Linked DNA regions of Mus musculus: regions 1 and 2 are each linked to region 3. The links are chromatin contacts, called in public HiChIP or PLAC-seq maps. All regions are on one chromosome and are shown on one strand. The core of a region is the stretch at or near the end of the contact, and the rest is flanking DNA. Distances in the headings are between cores, read along the strand shown. Region 1 overlaps Ctbp1 (C-terminal binding protein 1). Region 2 has its middle 68 kb from the start of Nkx1-1. Region 3 holds the start of Uvssa (UV stimulated scaffold protein A).

Region 1 (2,700 bases), core at 94-2,593, 120 kb after region 3:
AGCAGGCAGGCATAGTGCTGGAGAAGTAGCTGAGAGTTTACATCTGATTCACAACCACAAGGGAGAGGGAGAGAGGTAGGGAGGGAGGGAGGGAGGCGGAGGCGGAGACGGAGACGGAGACATGGGGACACGGGGACACGGGGAGACGGAGACAGAGACAAAATGAATAAATGTTAACATGATAGCAAGCTGGGAGTGGTGTGGGGTTTTGAAACCTTAACGCCCACCCCCAATGACACACCTCCTAATCCTTCCCAAATAGTTCCATGAACTGGTGACCAAGCATTCAAATATATGAGCCTATGGGAGCCACTCTCATTCAGACCACCACAACAGGCATCACTTTCTTTAAAGACATTGAAACGCTTTTGGATTTTGCTAGCTCTTTTGGACCCCAACTCCCAGTGTACAGTAGTATCTGTCAGTCCAGAAATAAATCACTCTCAATCTCTCTCCTTCTCTTGTTCCCGCCCCCCCCAATAACCAAGTTGAGATCACTCAGATTAGCACCCATAGTGCATTCTCAAACAAACTTGTGTTTCCTTTCTCCAGTTCTCTTTGATCTATACAATGATGCTTCTTTCTCCGTAGCCCTCTCTAGGCCCCCATGCAGGGATATTCCTGGCCTAAGTAGCTTTCTTAGTCATGGAGGGAGATTCCATAACCCCTTTTTTCTATCTTTGACTCTTAAACTCAGAACCATGTGTCTGAAAGCTGCCAAGTTCTGCTGCTTACTGGGGTTGAAGCATGGCCCCTTCATTTAATTACATCTTTATTAGCTTTCTGGTTTTGACAATTTCCTTCACTACTTAATCTTGGCTGTCTTGGAACTTGCTTTGTAGACCAGGCTGTCCTTGAACTCTGAAGTCTGCTTGCTTCAGGCTCCTCAGTGCTGGGATTAAAGGTGTGCACCATCATGCTTAGACATGAACTTTTCATCAATTCCTTTCCACAAATTGGAAACTTAGCTGGGTGGAGTCTTGCCCTGAGGTCACTACTCCCTCTATTCCATTTAATATCAGGCTTTTCTTTAATCTGTGTATCTTCTTGAACACATGATTGTAGGCTTAGATTTTTCAAAACCTACTCTAATTAGGGTTCTTAACTGCTTTAACTTTCCTTCTAGCCCACCACCCACCAGAGGGAGTGGAAAGGAAAGGTTCATAGAGCAAAGGAGGATGTGGGCCTGTTTAGAAATAGTTCTTTGGGGTGATTGCAATCTTCGCTGTCAGGATATCAGCAGTTCAGTTCACGAGAATCAGCAGTGGTAGCTCAGTCCACTTGCAAACACCATTCACGAATCAGCAGTTCCATCCAGAAGAAACTACGTGACTTTGCCAATTGGCCTGAGTCCATGGAAGCAGCAAGAAGCTGCCAGAACATCACCAGAAGGTCTCTGGTACATTTTTCTCTATGAAGTCACAACAAAGATGATCAGCAAAGAGGGCAAGGCAAACCAATGCCACAGCATCGTCAGTAAAGAGCAGCATCAGCAAAGCCCAATGAAGACCAGTAAAGTGAACCAATACCATACTTTTGTCCACTGTCTGCTGAATCATCCTTATACCCTTTCCAAATATCATGGTTCCTCTTAAGTGTCTGCTCCAGCAAAACATCACATGCCCTTTTTCAAGCTGCTTCCAGAAAAGCACCATGTGTCTATTCTCAGTCAAGCATTTTCTCATAAGACAATTTCAGAAAAACATCATATGACATGACTGAGTCCACTTCACAAGATACAGTCTGGTGTTCCTTTCCTCCTCAAATTGTACATTTTGTATTTTTTCCTTGCTCAGCTTGTGTCTCTTCATTACAGATTTCCATAAGAGCACTAAGAACCCCAGGATAGAGTCAATACTAGGCGGTTTTGAGATATCCTCTGCCAACTTAATTAATCCATAAATACTCAATTTAGCTTCAGGCAGACTTTTTGGACAAAGGCAAAAAGTAGCCTTATTCTTTGTCAAAATATCACAAGAACAATCTCTAGGCCACATACTAAAATTCTTATCTTTTGAAACCTCTTAGGCCAGGGCCCTACAGTTCAATTTACCCCCCAGCACCCCCCAGCACCACTTCCTTCCATGTTCTTACTAGTGTGACCCATTAAGCAATGCTTAAAGCATTCCACTGTTTTTCTAATCCAAAGTCCACATTCCTTCAAACAAAATCATGGACCAGCCTATCACAGCAATATCACAGTCCCCATTTCCAACGTCTGTCTTAGGGTTTCTGTTGCTGTGAAGAGACATCATGACCATGGCAACTCTTTTAAAGGAAAACATTTAGTCGGGGCTGCCCTATAGTTCAAGGGTTTATGCAGGCAGACATGGTGCTGGAGAAGGAGCTGAGAGTTCCACATCTTGATCAGAAGGCAGCAGGAAGAGACTGAATCACACTTCCTCCAACAAGGCAACTAATAGTGCCACTCCCTATAGTCTTATGGGGTCCATTTTTATTCAAACCATCATCCATATCATTCATTTCTTTTTCTTTCTTTTAGTGTAAGGGGTTGTTTAAGATTCTTTTTTGAACTCACGTAGGTGCTTGCCTTTGCCTCCCAAGTGCTGAAATTAAAGTCATTAAAGGTGTGCACCACCACACCTGGCCATGTCATTCATTTCTGATAGTTTGACTTTAGAATCAGCTCATCAGTTTGTGTTTTGTTTAGTCCTTGTGGTGGTGTGAGAGTCTGGTCTC
Region 2 (2,700 bases), core at 175-2,674, 120 kb before region 3:
ATGTAGATAGGTATACAGTGTTTGCTATGCTGTAGCAGATAATAGATGGACAGTCTGCCCCTTAAACTTTGGGAACCTTGAGGAAGATATAACCAGCTCTCCCCATTGGCCTCTTGGCAGCCTCATGTGTACAGAGGGGACAGGAGGAACTGGGCCACCTGCTCGTGGAGGAGGCCTCTCACCTCAGCTAGTCATCTCCAATTCTACTGCCAATCCCATAATCCTCCAGGGTACCCTCAGCCATTTCACCTCCAGGAGACTCTCTTGCCACCCCTTCTGCTCCAGTTTCTGTGTGTCTGGTGGCTATGGCCTCAAACCCTGGGGGTTGATTGCACTGAAGAAGGACCAGTGAGCCCCCTGGGGCAGTTGGAGCATTCAACTTTGGGTCTAGGCCATAGTGGGGTAGAGCACAGAGCCTGGCTTTGCCAAAGATTCTTGGATGTACCCAAGCTAACAAGCCTGCTCCATGAGTGTCTGCGTGAATATAAAGTTAATCAAACCAGAGACTTGGCTGGCCTCCGGCGACCAAATAATGTCCTCCCAAAGATGTTTCCCACCCAGACACGCTGCCTCTCTGTCAGCTGGGGGACACAGGAGGCAGGCCCCTGTGCAAACCAGGGCACTTGTGACGCTAGCACAGGGCCATAGATCTGGGTGATGGCTCCTTCTAACATGCCTGCAGATAGATACCTGGCCCTGAGCTCTCAAGTCCCTGGTCTGCCTTGCACCATGCTGCCCTGAAGCAGGCCAGAGCCAGGGTGTGGGTTTGGAATGCTTCCTGCTGGGTTCCCTTGGGGACATTAGGTCCAGCATCTGGAAACAGGCAGCCCACAGTAGGGGCTTTGTGTGGCCTCCGTCCTCAGAAAAGCAAGTCCTGAGACTGGTGCTCAACCCAGGTTAACTTCTAATTTAAACTCTAACCAAAACCCGATGGACTTTTGACATACAAATATTAAAAATTAAATTTCCCGAGTTCATTATCTGATAATTAGAACTAAATAACATCTTAACTGAGAGGCCGGCCCCACGCAGGTCCAGTCAGTTCCACTTAAGATTCCATTAGACCAGTGTCGGTGCAGTAAGTAATGGACCATAAAATTTAATTTGGAAATGATCTTGCGCTGTGATGGAGCGATAGCGCTCACAAAGGAGGCGGGCGGCCGTGGCTGCGGGCTCTGCGGCAAGACGGCAAATTCAAAAGGAGCTGAAGCTATTGCCCCAGAGAACATGTGTTCCGGCTTTCTTCTCCTTTCTCGGGCCCTACAGTATTTAAAAGTCAGAATTGACCAGTGTAGCTCCGTGTAATTACAAAGATCCCCTTATCAGAGTCTCTTTGCTGGCGCCTGGAAGAAAAGGCCTGATCCATGGGCTGTCTTGGCTTCATTTACATGCATGGTAACCCGGTGGCCTCTCGTAATCACTTAGGACTCTGAAGCACTTGGGCGGTTCTTTCTGTCCTGTCTCGAGCCACCCACCTGCCGCAGCCACTGGTGTGTATGTGAGGGGGGATGGGGGCAATCTGGGATGCCTGCAGCAGCCTCTGAGGCTGGGAGAGAGTAAGTCTCCCCAAGCTGCCCTGGCTTTACTTAGGTCTTCTAGTTTCACCCCTCACTTACAGGGGGATGACTTGAGGATGTGTGTGAGCTTCTGAGGACAAGGCAGCAATGTGGCCCTTGCTTCTGGCCACGGTTCTCTGTGTTGCCGGAAACCCTTTAGGAGCTGGTTTAAGGACCCTGTAGCAAAAGGTCCTAGCCTCAGTCCTGCTCCAATTACGGGGGAAGATGTCTCACTAGAGACCCAGCAGCTTGATCTCCGGGTACCATATGGAGCAGGCTGGTTCCGCTAGCCCTGGTCCCAGCCCAGAGACCCTTGAGTAGTGGCCTTGGTGATTCTCTAAGTGGCCAAGCTTCAAGTCCCCTCAGCACAAACGGGAGGTGCCAGCTCACTGGGAGACCTGCTACTGTTTGCCAAAGCCCCTCCTCCTTCCGGGGGCGGGGCATCAGGGAAGATGGTTGCTGCCCTGACCATCACAAGGTCTGTGTGGAGGTGGGCTGCCTTCCGGAGAGCGCCACCTCACAGCCAGTGCCCTTCCAGCTACTCTGGCTGCCTGCTTGGCAGACTGGACTCTGCTGAAACCCCCTCCTGGAAACAATCCCTGAGGTGGTGGCCCACCTTTAAACCTGGGAAGAGCTCCATGCTGGTCTCGGAGGCCTATCCCTACTGTGCACACTTCCAGTGGCTCACCTGGCCTCCTCGGATCTAGACCAGGGCACATATTAGAGACATTCCCCACCCTGCACCTAACATTGACCCCTGAGATCAGGAATGACCACAAATGCGTGTGGCAGCAAGGACTGATCTGCTGCAGTATACGTAGTGGAGGGGCTTACAGCCTGAGAGCCCTAGAAAGGGGCGGGTGTGTGTGTGGCTGAGTGAGGGGCTTCTGCTTCGCTCCCACCGGTCCTCCCACCTCTGGGCTCAACAGAAGCCCCCACTCTCCCACCCTCTGGGCTCCAGGAAGCGTCTAAAATTAATTCCTGTTCCCCGGCGCTAGTGACCCCCGATGTACTCGGCCTCCACGGTGCTCGTGAGCAGCCGGCTCGGCGTCTTATCTCCAGAGCAGCCTCATTTGTTACTTCTCGCTGAATACACCCACTCCCATTATTTCTGTAATTCTTGGCAATAACAGCCCTTCCCCTA
Region 3 (2,700 bases), core at 18-2,517:
AGAGAGAGAGAGAGAAGAAGAAGAAGAAGAAGGAGGAGGAGGAGGAGGAGGAGGAGGAGGAGGAGGAGGAGGGAGAGGAGGAGGAGAAGGAGAAATAATAATAATAATAATAATAATAATAATAATGATGATGATGATGATAATAATAGGTAGCTCAGTGGTACAGTTTGCTTGGGGACAGCATGCTTGGGGCTCCTGAGCATCCCTGGGGGTGGGGCGGGGGTGGGGAGGCCAGAGCCACTGACCCAATCATGAACTCTTTACTCCAACGGAAAAGAAGAGGATCTACTTTTACTGACATAGTGTGATAGCTTTATACCTTACAGAAATCGTCAGAGGCACCAAGTTCAGAGTTTGCGCGACATTCTGGACCCAGGTACACCAGGATTACAGCCCCAGAAATCCTTTAGTGGTTCCTGAGACAAGGCCTTACTATGTAGCCCAAGCTGCGGGGAACTCATGCTACTCCCAACTCTACCTCACAACAGGCAAATGCCACCATGCCCTGGTGATCAGATAATTCCTTCCTAGGTAGTGAATGCAGGAGGTGGCAGAGGTGTACAAGAGGGCAGAGGGTCCACAATCTCCACGGTGTGGGTGCTCAGGGGACATTGGCACATTTAGCCTCAATACATACTTGCAAATTTTCTTCAGTTCCTTCATTTTCTGAGCATTGAGTTGGGATTCTCCTGAAGTTGTGAGCTCCTCTATCAACTGTGAAAGTTTCTGATCCATATCTAGAAACAAGGGACGCGGAGATGCTGAGTTAACATACAATAAATACTTCACGGTCTTAGTTTTAAGTTTATGGGGGACTCCAAATACTGGGGATTACGGCAAAGGCCCTAGGGTGTCTCTGTAGGTTGTCTCCCAGGCGAAGAAGGCTAGCCACCACATTCCCACGGAAGGCCATCAAGCCCTTCGGTGATAATTAGCTAAGGTTTTAAAGATGAGACTAACTCCGGCAGTCTTCGGTCAGCTGTGTGGGTGACGTTACCGCGGGCTAAGGGGAAATGTCACTAAATTTTAAGCAAACTGGCCGCACAAGAAACTCGCTCTCTGCAAGCGACAGTCTCTGGACAACTGCGGGGGCGACTGATCCGACCCTGCGGGCCGAGAATCTGACCAGCCACGACCCTCAGTCCGCCGCACTCGCTGCCTCAGGAGACGTAGTACCAGCGTCCCTCAGCCCCGGTGACACGGCCCGCAGGATGCAGCAGCTTGTTTCGCCCACCCCTTCCGGTGTAGACAGAGCTCTCTCTGTTACAGGCCCCAGAGAGCAGCGGGCACACACTCGCGAAGACCCGCGGCGCAGGAGCGGAAGTCACCGCGACGCGCCCGCTCTGGTCCAGTCCCTTTCAGATGAGGCAGCCACCCGTCTCCGTCATTTGCCTGGAGCGGCTCCACAGCGCAGGCGCGAGGACGCGGCAACGCGGTGACGCAACGCTCCTCCAGGGGGCGGGGCAGATCGAGAAGAACTAAGCGCGAGAAAAAGGAGGCGGGAGGGCCCGGCAAGTTCTTAAAGGGGCGGTGGCTTTGGGTCAGGAGTATGAGACTGAGGTGCAGAAAGAAGTTTTGATCTGGGGATCAGTTCTCTGGCCACCAGGAGGCTCGCGGCCTATGTACAGCCTCTGTATATCTGCTAAGAAAGCTCAGAAGGGAATCTGGGCGCAAGTCCGGTTGGGAAGGGTCGGCCCGCCTCCCTGACCGGGTCAGTTGTCCACCCCAGGACAGGCTATGGTGGGAGGCACCGTTGCAAGGCTGCCCTGGGGTAGTGGTGGTTGCACTGATTGGATGTTTTAAAATGTCAGTTCAGTCTCAACGTAGATGATTGTAGAAGATATGTCAGCTCTCGGCTAGAGCTGCTTGCTCCCTTCCTACAGCTTCACAGTGTTCAGGACTCTGGCCTCTACCAACCTCACGCTGCTTCAGCCCAACTCTTGAACGCACAGACCCCGGATACTGCCGCCTTAGCCGGCTCACAACTCGCTCTGCCTTTCCGCTGTCAGCTCCTGCTTCGCTTAGCAAAGGAGAAGCATACACCGGTCTCCCTGTGTATCCGGTTTGGGGTTCGGGTCTGCACCCATAGAGCGGGCATTCAGCCAGTTTGTGTGTCCTGCAGGACGGTCTTGAGCTTCTGGACTAGACTGTTAAAAGCATGGTGTGCCTACTGTCCCACCCACTTACCTACCCTTCCCTGAATCCGGGTCAGTGAACAAAGTCAACTGGACTCCCCCGACACGTCCGTCCCCTCCCCCCCCCTCCCCCGTTCATTTGTGTTGTGTTCAATATGTGAGGATCTGGCAACTCAACTTGTGATGTTTGGAATCTGAGCTCTTCCCACCACCTCTTGGCAGGTCCCAGTCCTCATACACTCGTGAGATTGATCGTGGACTGTAGTTTCTCATTTTACATGCACAGATTGCCCCCACCCATCCCACCCCCAAAATTTAAAGAGAATGAAATGTCTTTAAGATATTATTACATTTTTTTTTATTGGGGGGTTAGAAGGTGGGACCCTCCCTAGTATGATCAGGACAATTTCTGAGAGGTGGTTCTCTCCACCATGTGGGTTCCACTACTCAAACGGAAGTTGCCAGGCTTAGCAGCTGTGTGATCTCAGGAGTTGGAAAATGTCTTTTAAAGAAGTACAAGAAAAGGTTGTGTCAAGCCAGGCTTGTACATATGTGCGGCGGGGCG

Evidence for each region. HiChIP or PLAC-seq counts read pairs in DNA pulled down with a chosen protein or histone mark.
Region 1: a contact with region 3 is called in an H3K4me3 HiChIP or PLAC-seq map of bone marrow-derived macrophages, with 4 times the contacts expected there. The contact joins the enhancer-like site here to the promoter of Uvssa in region 3. A contact is called at or near these places in 22 of 39 promoter capture datasets (the 3T3-L1 cell line, 3T3-L1-derived adipocytes, the C10 cell line and 14 more), 1 of 15 datasets of contacts at CTCF or cohesin (the NIH/3T3 cell line), 10 of 484 Hi-C or Micro-C datasets (the C10 cell line, bone marrow-derived macrophages, cranial neural crest and 7 more), 14 of 115 datasets of contacts at active chromatin or transcription factors (the 230-238 cell line, the SCID.adh cell line, acute myeloid leukemia and 6 more) and 3 of 9 other capture datasets (adipose tissue, liver and pancreatic islet).
Region 2: an H3K27ac HiChIP or PLAC-seq map of embryonic stem cells shows a contact between it and region 3, with 6 read pairs. The contact joins the enhancer-like site here to the promoter of Uvssa in region 3. A contact is called at or near these places in 4 of 39 promoter capture datasets (hippocampal neurons, liver, second pharyngeal arch cranial neural crest and 1 more), 1 of 15 datasets of contacts at CTCF or cohesin (the NIH/3T3 cell line), 8 of 484 Hi-C or Micro-C datasets (the C2C12 cell line, the Patski cell line, arterial endothelial cells and 5 more), 4 of 115 datasets of contacts at active chromatin or transcription factors (the SCID.adh cell line and embryonic stem cells) and 1 of 9 other capture datasets (pancreatic islet).

Annotation. Positions count from the first base shown.
Region 1 is chr5:33,253,249-33,255,948 of GRCm38.p6, reverse strand. All of the region lies in intron 5 of Ctbp1 (C-terminal binding protein 1), which reads left to right. Among named protein-coding and RNA genes, the nearest start is that of Ctbp1, 20 kb to the left of the region's middle. Within about 2 kb of position 1,343, at least 5 of the 459 cell types and tissues checked have an H3K27ac peak or open chromatin away from gene starts, as enhancers often do. A contact at or near this core is called in bone marrow-derived macrophages and liver, where this site is marked.
Region 2 is chr5:33,500,690-33,503,389 of GRCm38.p6, reverse strand. No RefSeq gene overlaps it. Among named protein-coding and RNA genes, the nearest start is that of Nkx1-1, 68 kb to the right of the region's middle. Within about 2 kb of position 1,424, at least 13 of the 459 cell types and tissues checked have an H3K27ac peak or open chromatin away from gene starts, as enhancers often do. A contact at or near this core is called in embryonic stem cells, where this site is marked.
Region 3 is chr5:33,377,263-33,379,962 of GRCm38.p6, reverse strand. It overlaps Uvssa (UV stimulated scaffold protein A), which reads right to left and starts at 1,267. Exons shown (of 14, transcript NM_001081101.2): 1 at 961-1,267; 2 at 638-737. The coding sequence starts at 735.